Linked DNA regions of Callithrix jacchus: region 1 is linked to region 2. The links are chromatin contacts, called in public Hi-C maps. All regions are on one chromosome and are shown on one strand. Each heading gives the region's core, a stretch centred on a gene start, on an enhancer-like site or on the middle of the called end of the contact. The rest is flanking DNA. Distances are from core to core; before and after follow the strand shown.

What was found. A called contact is a pair of places that touch in the nucleus more often than the background predicts.
Region 1: a contact with region 2 is called in a Hi-C map of skeletal muscle, with 16 times the contacts expected there. The contact joins two enhancer-like sites. A contact is called at or near these places in 3 of 3 Hi-C or Micro-C datasets (induced pluripotent stem cells and skeletal muscle).

The regions. Positions count from the first base shown.
Region 1 is chr8:23,826,251-23,832,271 of calJac240_pri, reverse strand. The region is part of intron 3 of PEAK1 (pseudopodium enriched atypical kinase 1); the gene reads right to left. It also overlaps the pseudogene LOC103790417. Among named protein-coding and RNA genes, the nearest start is that of TSPAN3, 100 kb to the left of the region's middle. Within about 2 kb of position 3,876, at least 6 of the 16 cell types and tissues checked have an H3K27ac peak or open chromatin away from gene starts, as enhancers often do.
Region 2 is chr8:23,438,154-23,443,710 of calJac240_pri, reverse strand. No RefSeq gene overlaps it. Among named protein-coding and RNA genes, the nearest start is that of PEAK1, 150 kb to the left of the region's middle. Within about 2 kb of position 3,455, at least 4 of the 16 cell types and tissues checked have an H3K27ac peak or open chromatin away from gene starts, as enhancers often do.

The DNA.
Region 1 (6,021 bases), core at 2,627-5,126, 390 kb before region 2:
TTTTTTTTTTTTTTTTTTTGAGACAGGGTCTCGTTTTGTCATCCTGTCTGGTGTGCAGTGGTTTGATCACAGCTCACTGCAGCCTCAACCTCCCTGGCTCAATCAAGCTTCTCATCTCAGCCTCTGGAGTAGCTGGGACTATGGGCACATGCCACTATGCCAGGCTAATTTTTCTATTTTTTGTAGAGACAGGGTTTCTTCATGTTGCCCAGGGTGGTCTCAAACACCTGGGCTCAAGAGACCCACCTACCTCAGCTTCCCCAAAGTGCTGGGATTACAGGCACAAACCACCATGCCCAAAGATACATGGATTGCATTTAAACATGTGAAAGAGTAAATATAATTAGCCACATGGAAATGCAAATTCAAACTACAATGTGCTACCACTACATGTTTATTAGAATGGTTAAAATAAAATTAAAACAAAAACAGACTGGTCCTAGTGAGGATGTGAAGCAATTGAAACTCTCATATATTGCTGGTGGGAATGTAAATGGTTCAGGTATTCTGAAAAACAGTTTTGCAGTTTCTTAGAGAGTTAATCATAAACTTACCTTGGAACCCAGCAATCCTACTCCTAGGTATTTACCCAAGATAAATAAAAACTTCTGTTTACACTAAAACCAATACACAAAGGTTTACAGCCAAAAGCTGGAAACAATCCAAATGTTATGTGGCAGTGGTTACACAACTGCATACATTTGTCGAAACTCACAGAACCAGCCAGGTATGGTGGCTCATGCCTGTAATCCCAGCACTTTGGGAGACCAAGGTGGGGGGATCGCTTGAGGCCAGCAGATTGAGACTAGCCTGTACAACATGGTGAAATCCTGTTTCTACCAAAAATATAAAAATTGGCCAGGCATGATGGTGTATGCTTATAATCTTAGCTAATTGGCAGGCTGAGGCATGAGAATTGGTTGAATCTGGGTGGCAGAGGTTGCAGTGAGTCGAGGCTGCATCATGTCACTGCACCCCAGTCCGAGATTCTGCCTTGAAAAACAAACAACTCATAGAACCACACACTAAAAAAGGTGAATTTTATGACATGTAAATTTACCCTCAATAAACCTGACTTAAAAAAGACAGCTCTGCTCCTATGTAGAAAACGGACTTGGGGAGAACAGGACAGGAGGCAGGGAGACTCCTTAGGAGGACTGATATAGGCAAACTAAGATCGGATGAGGATCTGGATTAGGATGTGGTGTCAGGGAAGGCAGAGAAAGATGCAGGAATGACTGGATTTTGAAGAGAGTAAGAGGTACTGAGGCTTATGTATTGAAATGATTTGTGGAGCCATTTACTGAGATGACAACATTGGAGGAGGTGCAACTTTTGAAGGGAAGATTATGAGTCCATTATTTTGTCAGCCTGAATATTAGAGAGTATATGAATTTAGGAGTCTGAAACATGAATGAGAATTCTGTGGTTCTCATATGCTTAGAAATTACTAGTGTAGAAATGTCTAGGCCAGGCCGAGTGCAGTGGCTCACACCTGTAATCCCAGCACTTTGAGAGGCTGAGGTGGGTGGATCATGAGGTCAGGAATTCAAGACCAGCCTGGCCAACATAGTGGAACCCCATCTCTACTAAAAATATCAAAATTAGCTGGGCGTGGTGGTGGGTGCCTGTAGTCCTCAGGAGGCTGAGGTAGGAGAACTTCTTGAACCCGGGAGGTGGAGGTTACGGTGTGAGCTGAGACTGTACCACTGCACTCCAGCCTGGGCAACAAGAGCAAAATTCTGTCTCAAAAAAAAAAAAAAAAAAAAAAAAAGAAATATCTAGGCCAAAAAGAAAATAAAGAGTGAGCTGAGGAGGTGGCCTTGGTGGGTGAGCCTGGGAGAAGAGGCCAATTCTTCTTCCCTAACTGGAAACTATCAGCCAAGGTGTGATGGCACAGAAGCCAGATGAGGAAATGTCATGAAGGAGAAAGATGATAACTATTTCAAATGCTACTGAGAGGCTAATACAAGCCCACTGGACTTGGCAATGTGAGCTCATCAGTGACCTTAGCATGAACTATTTGGTTCAGTGGTGGGGATGGTAACCAGACTGCGGTGAGTTGAAGAGTGAGGTAATAGAGCAATGGTAGATAGCTTTTAGATAAGAGTAGACAGGAAGGAGAAGCAAGAAGGTGGTAGGAGGACAGGGGTCCAGAAAGGATTTCCTTATTTTAAGATGGGAGAATCTAGATAATGTTGAATGATAATATTGGGGAAAGATATAGGCCAGGGTGAGAGGCTGAAAACACAGGAAAGCGGGAAGAAACACAATACTTAGAATGTTAAAACTGTGCAGGTTCCTAGTTCAGTTGTGTTTTATGGACAAGAGAACTGAAGCCCAGAAGAGAAAGTGACTTTACTAAAGTAAATGAGAAAGACCCAGAACTGGGACTCAAGGCTACAGCTACTTACAATATGTTTTGTTTTTACAATTTTTGGGAGGTATTTTTTTCTTTTGTTTTATATGCTTACTGTGCAAACTCAGAAAAGCATAAAGAAAATAGAAACCATATGTAAACCTATTATTCAGAAGTAACTTCTATTAACAGTTTGAGGGCAGTTCCTGTCAGTCACCAAGAATTTAAACTGAAAAATTCCCAGTGCTTAGCACTATGCAGCACTGAATACAAAAAAAGAATAAGGCACCTTGGCATAATATCTTGTTAACCAAGCTAAACAGACCTCTGATAAGAGTCGGATTAAGCTTTCTCTTTGTAAGGAGTACAATATATTTGCTTTTTCAAATACTAGTAGATAATAGTAAAAATAATTCCCCACTTTGAGTAAAAGGAAGTTAATTCAGTCAAAAGATGGCTAAGTTGATTAGCACCTATCGCTTATCAACAGAATAGCCAAATAAGACTCACCAGGAACACCATTTGCTTATGTCAGTGTTGTGTGCACTAGAAACCCATCTTGCATATGACATTCGTTTACAAGTTTGCGTCCATCTGTATTCATCTGCTATAAAACCAAGAGATGAATCAAGCAAACACCTTTAGCCAGCACCAGATGGAGCTGCTGTCTAAGCCACAAAACCTTAACTACGAGGGCTTCATTTTAAACACTAATTATGTTTGGAGACAAAGAGGTGCAATTAAAGACACTGTCAAAACTATTTTTGAGACAATAGTCTCATAGAGGGGGAAGCTGTACCAGATGCAGGTCTGTCCAAAGAGCAATCCTTGGGTTTTACAGCCTTTGTGAAATGATTTCAATGGCAATCAATAACCAGCAGCTTTCCCTGCTCAACACCAACACTCCCCAAACGGGAACCTCTAGTCTCCAAAGTTATGCTTGAGAAATAAGAAATGTGTCTCCTGAGGCACTACACAAGGAAATGAAACAGTCTATCCTGGTGTCTTCTATTTATTTGCCAGAACAGGTCTGATACAGAGTACCCAAATGGAATGTTGGATAAGAAAAGCTCATTTACCTCCACATTCCTTATAATCTCAAAGCAAATCTTCTAGATGAAATAGTCTATGGGAGAGTTTAACGGCTGAAGCTGCCCCTAGGAGGTAGCCAGGATTCCATGATCTAAAATCCTATTTCATATTTGACAGTTTTCAGGACCAAAGCCCTGCAGGCTATAGATGAAGCTATTCAAGAGTGGCCTATTTCACTTCAAGTCATGACAGCTTTTTAAGAACCTATTACTGTTTTTTACTGTCTCTATTGCCATACAATGACAGTAATTAGTTTGCTTCTAGTCCAACAGTTTCAAGCAGATTTGATACCAAAAACACCCCACAAAAATACAAAAAAAAAAAAACCCAAAAACCAACAACAAACAAATCCACACAGGATTTCAATCTTGAAATAAACTGCCCAGCAGAAAGCTGGAGCTCTCAAGCTGGATTCAATTTCCATTAGTGAAGAAAAGGAAAGTGTGTAGGTGGTAGATTAAACACCATATATACTGCATTTCCTAAAGGCACCCAAGGAGAATGTGTTAATAATAAAGGAGGATGGAGAATGAACTGCTAAGCTCCTTCTCCAATTCTTTGACTCCCGAAGGCCATCATCTCTCTCCATAAAATCTGTCACACTGCCATGGAGGCATAGTCAAGAATCCTCACTGCTGTACGTGGGCTTTTAAGGACACTCTCAGTGAGAAACTATTGCCTATATGTCATCTCACATATTAGTTCATCTCCAGGATGCTAGGAGACAGTTTACAAGTCAAGGTTCTCACTAGGCTTTTGTTATAGAACACGTGGGTCACCTATAAAAAAAGGAAAGGAAAATGTGACAAGCATACCCACGTCACTGTTCCCAACCTTTCCTTCTTCCACAGTGAAAAATGCTGACCTGACACCTCAACCAGCTGCCAAACCCTTCAGTAGATGACTAAAAGGGTGGGGAGAGGAAGTGAAAGCAAAGCTGCAGGAAGAAGTTTTGCAGAAGATAAAACAAAGCTTTAATTTGGTACACAAATGGAAATTTCATGAGTAAAAGGGACTTTCTTAATTTGAGATCTGACCAAAAAAATAAATTGTTCTTCCTTGCTATCACAAGAACATGAGATTCCCCCATCTGAAGAAGAAAACCAAAGTACAATCTGCTTCATTTTGGAAACTTAACTCTTCAGAAGCCCATCCAGTTCCAGTTGTTCTAACCACAACAGTTTTTCTAACAATTCACTGTTCCTGTCACATGTAGTCATCTCAGGATAAGAATCATGTAACAACAAATGAACCCCTGCAAAGCAGCCCTGCTCAGTTCCAACTCATTTTTAAGTTCAAACTCTTTGATGAATCAGCGTTAACTACTATTACTACTATTACTAATTATTATACCAATTAGTATAAACTTGGTAATAACTAGTTCTAAGAGCAGAAGTTCCAAAATGTTCCCTGAACCCACTTTAGGCCCCTATTTAAGAAGGTATACATCAGAGAAAAGGTTAAAATATTATCTAATAACAGCCAAGACTCTGTAGTCTTCTATAGTTTTGTTTTATTTTCATGAGCTTTTTCCTGTTTGGAATGCATTTCCTCTAATGCTGTTCCATTTGGTGAAGCCCTATTGACCCTTCAAGATCCAGTTGAAATCTTAACCTCTGTGATGAAGCTTTGCTGATCTCTCAATTATACCACGTCGTATTGTAATTATATAAGTCCCCAGAAGGCAGGGCTAAGTCGTTCTTATCTCTGTATCTCTTGAATTGTTTGGAATATATTAGATACTAAATAAATGCTTGCTGAGTAAGAATAATTCTAGTTAGCATTTACTACTTGTATTAGGCACTGTTTGGAGCACTTTATCCAGAAAAACTCACAATTCAGTCAGGCACGGTGGCTCAGGCCTGTAATCCCAAAACTTTGGGAGGCCAAGGTGGGCAGATCACCTGAGACCAGCCTGGCCAACACGGTGAAACCCTGTCTGTAATACAAATACAAAAATTATGCAGGTGTAGTGGCATATGCTTACAGTCCTAGCTACTCGGGAAGCTGAGACAGGAGAATTGCTTGAACCCAGGAGGGGGAGGTTGCAGTGAGCCAAGATCATACCACTGTACTCCAGTCTAGGCAACAGAGCGAGACTGTATCTCAAAAAACAAAACAAAACAAACAAAAACCCATAATGCTCACAAAACTCTGCGATATACATACTATTATTTGTCCTACTTTACTCATGAAGAAACTGAGACTTGCTCAACGTCACACAGCAAGTAAATGGCAGAGCCAGGATAAATGCAAGCATGCATGTATGCATGCATAAATGGTATAGCTTCACAGCATCTGAAGGCTGCTTTAAACATAAACATGGACTCTCTGAGTCCACAGAGCAGCAGCAGCAGCAGCACTGCTGTTCATTCATGGAATTCCACCATGAATGAAGACATGTACACTCACACCTTCCCCTCCTCAGCTCTAAGATGGTCAGTCCAGGTGCTCACTGCAGAATATGCCAGAAGTAAACGCACAGACATGAACTTGGTTAGTAGGCTGTCCCAAAGTTGTGTTTTTTTGTGTTTCAGAGTGTTGATGAAGTAATCTTACAAGGCAAATTA
Region 2 (5,557 bases), core at 2,206-4,705:
AGGACTGGAGCCCTGGGAAGCACAGGAGAGTCAGTGGCTAGGAGAGCAGGAGGAGCCGGTAGGCCAGCTTGCTGGAGTAGAGGGAGGCCAGATGTCCCTTGGAGGCATCGTTGCTGTGGTTGTGGTTCTGTCCCTTGAGGTGTGGGGGCTGTAGCTCTCAATCCAGACAAGTTTCCTGCAGGGGATAGGGCAGCGTCTTGGTACTGAGGGGCAGGGCTGGGGAAGGAAGAGAATGGGGTGGCTTCCATCACAGCCATGGTAAAGAGCCACAGGGCAGCTTGTACGTCATTGTTTTGCTTGTTTTTGTTTGAGATGGAGTTTCGCTCTTGTTGCCCAGGCTGGAGTGCAATGGCGCAATCTCAGCTCACTGCCTCCTGGTTTCAAGTGACTCTCCTGCCTCAGCCTCCCCAGTAGCTGGGATTACAGGCATGCACCACTATGCCTGGCTAATTTTGGATTTTTGGTAGTGTCATAAAATGCAACACAGCTTCTACCTTCTGTGCTGAGACACTCACCCTTGGAGCCCTGAGCCACCAGGTAAGATGCCCTCCTAGGAGAGAGGCTGCTGTGCCATGAGGAAGCCGGGCCTGGCGAATGGTGCTCTGGTGGAGCCCCGGCCTTGCTCCTAGCCCAGTCAGCATCGGCCATGTGTCCATGTGTGAGTGAACAAGCCTCCGGACGGTTCCGGACCCAGACATCGAGCCTCCCCCCGCCACTGGTGCCTGCCGTGTGCAGCCCCAAATACCACACAACACATAGAAACTGCCTCTTCTGTGCCCTGGCCAACACCTGACCTGCAGACTCCATGAGCAGAATAAAATGGCACTGTTTTCTGCCCCTATATTTTGGAGTGGTTTCTTGCACAACAATAGTAGTTGCAGGCAGAAAGGGAGCTGGCCAGGCTGTGGGTATGCGGCTGGCAGGGACGGGGAGATTACTGGCTGGTGGGATGGAGCCTCCGTTGCTTGGGGAATAGGTGAGTTTTTTGCCCACCCCCTACCCCCACCCGCTGTCAATTTAGAGGCAGAGGAGGTTGACAGGAGGCTGATGCTATGAAACCAGGGAGGGGTTTCGGGGGCATTTTGGGAGGAGGCTTGAAAGCGAGACGTAGTTCTGGGCTAGGGCGCTACCCCAAGGGGAGCATCAGGGAGGTCCTGGTGGGAGCAACCAGAGGCGGGGAGGGCTTTGGGGTCTGACAGTGTATTTGTAGTTCCCAGCACTGTCACTACCCAGGCCTCTCTGAGCCTTGTTCGAAGATCTGGAAAACTGGGGTATAAACCCCTCCCTGAACGCAAAGTGAATGTGACTTGCTTCGATCACATCTTTCTCCTTCATTTCTTTTCTTTTCTTTTTTTTTTGAGACAGAGTTTTGCTCTTGTTACCCAGGCTGGAGTGCAATGGCGCGATCTCGGCTCACCGCAACCTCTGCCTCCTGGGTTCAGGCAATTCTCCTGCCTCAGCCTCCCGAGTAGCTGGGATTACAGGCACGCGCCACCATGCCCAGCTAATGTTTTGTATTTTTAGTAGAGACGGGGTTTCACCATGTTGACCAGGATGGTCTCGATCTCTTGACCTCGTGATCCACCCACCTCGGCCTACCAAAGTGCTGGGATTACAGGCGTGAGCCACCGCACCCGGCCCTTCTCCTTTATTTCTTATTGTCCTAACAAGGGTCCCCGCATTGCATGTAGATAAACGTGTCCAAGGGCAAGGATTTTTGTGCCATTTTATAGACAGGAAATGAAGCCAAGAGGGGCTGGGAGTGCCCACAGCCTCAGAGGACTCGAGCCTTCAGTGTGTACTTCCCTGGATTGAGGCAGCAGGAGGGGAGGGCAGGCCAGTGCTCCTGCGGCCCAGGTGTGGCCTCCGGCGCTGGATTAAGCATTCCTCCCCAGCCCTGCCCCAGTCTCAGCCTCAAAACTGCTTACACTCTGGAGTCCCAGACAAATTGCAGCCTGGAGAGCGGCTGTGGGGAGCTTATCAATGTGGCTGGCCTGGCCCTCCCCACCTTCCTCCCGCTCCACATGCCTGCCTCTGGGTCCTGGGGTCAGAACAGCCACTAAGGAGCTCCCCCAGGGCTCCACACACACTCTGGCCTCCTGGGGTTCTTGCCAAATGGGCACCCCTGCCTGCAAGCCCTCAGAGCCCTGGATCTGCTGCCTGGACCCCAGCTCCCCTCCTCCTGCCGCCCTCCTCAGCATCTGGTTCCTCCTCAGAATGCAATGCTGTTGCCCCTGGCAACCGAGCTCCAGCCAGATCCTGGTCCTTCTTCCTCCTCCTTCCCTTCTTCTCCTCCTTCTCCTTCTGCTTCCTTATTCCCAACCTTCCTGCCCTCCCCCACCTGCAGAGACCGTGCCCGGGGCTGGAAGACTCCCCCCAAATCTGATGCCAGCTGGGCCACCCCGCCAAGCCCCCTGGCTTTTCTGGGTTGGTCATTGGCTGATGATGACAGTCTCCCTGCCTGCCCACAGGACTCACTGCTGCAGTCTTGGGGACCCCAGGGATGTCCCAGAAGACTCTGAGGTGGGTCTCAGGGTACCCCAGGCAAAAAGCCAGGGACTGTAGAGAGACAGGAGACTTAGCACCCGAAGGGAATTTCTCCCCAGCAGATCTGTTTGAGGTGGTGAGCTCCCCAGAGCTGGAGGCATGCAAGGAGAGGCCTTTCCAGTGATGACGATGGCACAGGGCAGTGCGGGACTGTTTTGGAAGGAAGGGCAATGAGGGCTCCACCTATGTCTCCCCTGGCTGTCTCTTTCCCCAACCCTTGAATTCCCAGAACCTTTAGGAACACCTGCTCCCCAACCCCTGCCCTCCCAAGGACTCCTCAGTTTTCATCTGGTCCCAGAGAGGAGGACAGCATTAAGAGGGTCTCAGTCTAGTGACATCATGCACCATAGAGGGGGTCCAGTGCCCAGCACAACTGTTTAGAGTGGAGAGAAACAGGGTCTCCTCAGGGTAGGCCACATGCACCCTGGCTGCCCTCGTGTCCCTTCCAGAGCCTCCGCTCACACTTCTGGCCTCCTCCAGGTCCCAGGCCCCTGCCACCTCCCTGCCCTCCTGCAGGGCCCATGGGCCAGCCAAGCCCAGTCCACAGCTCACCCAACCGACCCCCACTCCTTCGTGCCCTTCACCAAGTCCCTCCCTATCAGGAATGCACTTCTCCACCTTTCACTCTGAGTCAGCTCAGAGGCCCCCTCCTTCAGGAGGCTTCCCCGGACTGCCTGGGCTGTGCCCATTGCCCCGTGGGGCTCCCTACCTCGGGCTTGCCTCCTAGAGCTCCCACAGCCATGGCCTGGTCACCATCTGCTGATGCGGTTTTCCCCCGAGTGCATCACAAGGACCTTGAGGCAGTGACTCAGTACCCCACATTCGCTAACAAATACTAATGAGGGCATTGGCACAGCCCTGCCTCTCTCTGGGCCTCAGTTTCCCCTATCTGAGACCCCATGTCTGGGCCTTGGCTTCCCTCAGGGGTCTTTGAGGATCTTTTTGGCTGAGAAGTGTGGCCACGCCCGGCCTGTCAGAATGAGACAGAGGCCAGTCCCGACAGCTCTGCCTTCCTCATCTCTGGGGGCATCCCCTCCAGGTTTCAGGAATGAGCCTCAGGAACTGGGGTGTGGGGACCTGCGATCCTGATGCTCCCTGAGGCTTGAGGCTTCAGTTCTCATCGGCCAAATGGGGAAACTCTTTGAGGCTACTCGCCACCTCCCGCCCCCCACCCCGCCCAGGCTGCTGTGAGGTCGGGTGGAGATGGCAGCCAGACCAGACCTCCCCATGGGACCCGCCAGAACCCAGGCTTCCCAAGGCAACGAAGCCGCCGCCTGCTCCTGGCAAGCCCAGTCCGTGAGCTCAGGGGTCCCTGGGGCTCTGCTGCCCTCCAGTGGCCGGAGGCTCCAGGGCACTTAGAACCCGTGAGCTCCGGGTTAATTCCATGGGCTTCCGACGGACAGAGATGGTGGCAGGGACTTGCAGAGGTCACTCAGCAAGCCAGGGGCGGTCTCTGGACCAGGACGTGGGGCTCCCGACCCCCAGCACTTCCACGGCCTGGGTGGACTTGTCCTCTCCCAGGAGACCAGCCAGGAGATGGAGCTGCCCACCTGCCTCTCCTGGGACACCCTCTGTGCCGTAGCCCCTCTCTGCTGGCCACTCTTAACGCTGGCCTAGACTGCCCTTCTGAGAAGTGTTTCCCGTGCCTGTCCAGGGGTCACCCCCAATGTGTGGGCCAGTGTTGGGGGCTTGGAGGTGTGGCTTAACCCCCTTCCTCCTTGATTAATCAAATACTTAAAATAATGGCTGAGGTCATGATTGATGGACAGAGCATAGCTAATTACCCTGGAGATCAAAATGACTGTTTCTGTTTAAAAAGGCTGCAAATGAGTTAATTATTTCCTTTGCTCACCTCTCTAACCTCGTTACACTTCTAAATGAATAGCAATATTGATCTTGGAACCGATTTTGGTGTTACACCACCCGAGCGGGTTTAATTAGGGTTTGAAAACGCTGCAGTGCCTCCTCCTTCTGACCGAGGAAATTAGCCTTGGGTTTTACTTACATTTCACGGCCGTGTCCTCCACACAGATAGAATGTCTGCAACATGGCGCAGTGGTGCCTGTCATCCCGGCCCTGCCCTGGCTCCCAGCTTCACTCCTATCCAGAGCAGAGCAGACTGACCCTTGCCTCTCACCTCTCAGGAAGACATGGCAGGAAGGCCATCGGGGTCAGCTAGTTTAGCCTCATCTGGTCACAGATGGGACTTGGAGGCTGAGATATGACAGGGCAGAGTCTAGCATCACTTGGCAAGGCAGGTGCAGGCCCAGGACCTGAAGCATCACAGATTCCCAGCTCTTGACCTTGACGGCTCCCTGACTGAGTAAATATTTCCTCTCTGTCCCTCCTCACTTCTCCAGATGCCTAAGGAGCCTCCTGGTGCCCCACCCCACCACCAGCTCCCTGCTGCCTCCCCTCTCTTTGTTAGAGCTCCTTAAAACAAAGGCTCCAGCTCGATGAAGCTGGGAGTGATGGGGGAGCAGGGCCCAGGAGAACAGCACCCTTGCCCTGGAACTGCTGCTGACATACAGGAGGCCTGTCTCTGAGCCTCCCTCCTCTGAACTTGACAATCTGTCTATATCATTCCCTCCATCTCCCCCAGCCAGAATTTTCAAGGGCAAGTGGTATGTCTGGGAGCCAGAGCCGGAAGGGTAGGGTAGGGGGAGTGGCCAGGACAGGCATGGGCTGAAGATCGAGGGCTGAGCTCCTTCTTATTCCAAACAAAACCTTCCCTTGACCCCGGCTTCCCTCTGCCATGGTCAGACCCATCCCAGTTCCACTCCTTTTTGTTTTATTTTTCCAGAGACAGAATCTCCCTCTGTCACCCACCTGGAGTGCAGTGGCATGATCATCACTCACTGCAGCCTTGAACTCTGGGCTTAAGTGATCCTCCCACCTCAGCCTCAGAGTAGCTAGGACCTCAGGTATGCACCACCCTACCTGCTTATTAAAAAAATTTTTTTTGGCCCAGGTGCGGTGGCTCATGCCTGTAATCCCAGCACTTTGGGAA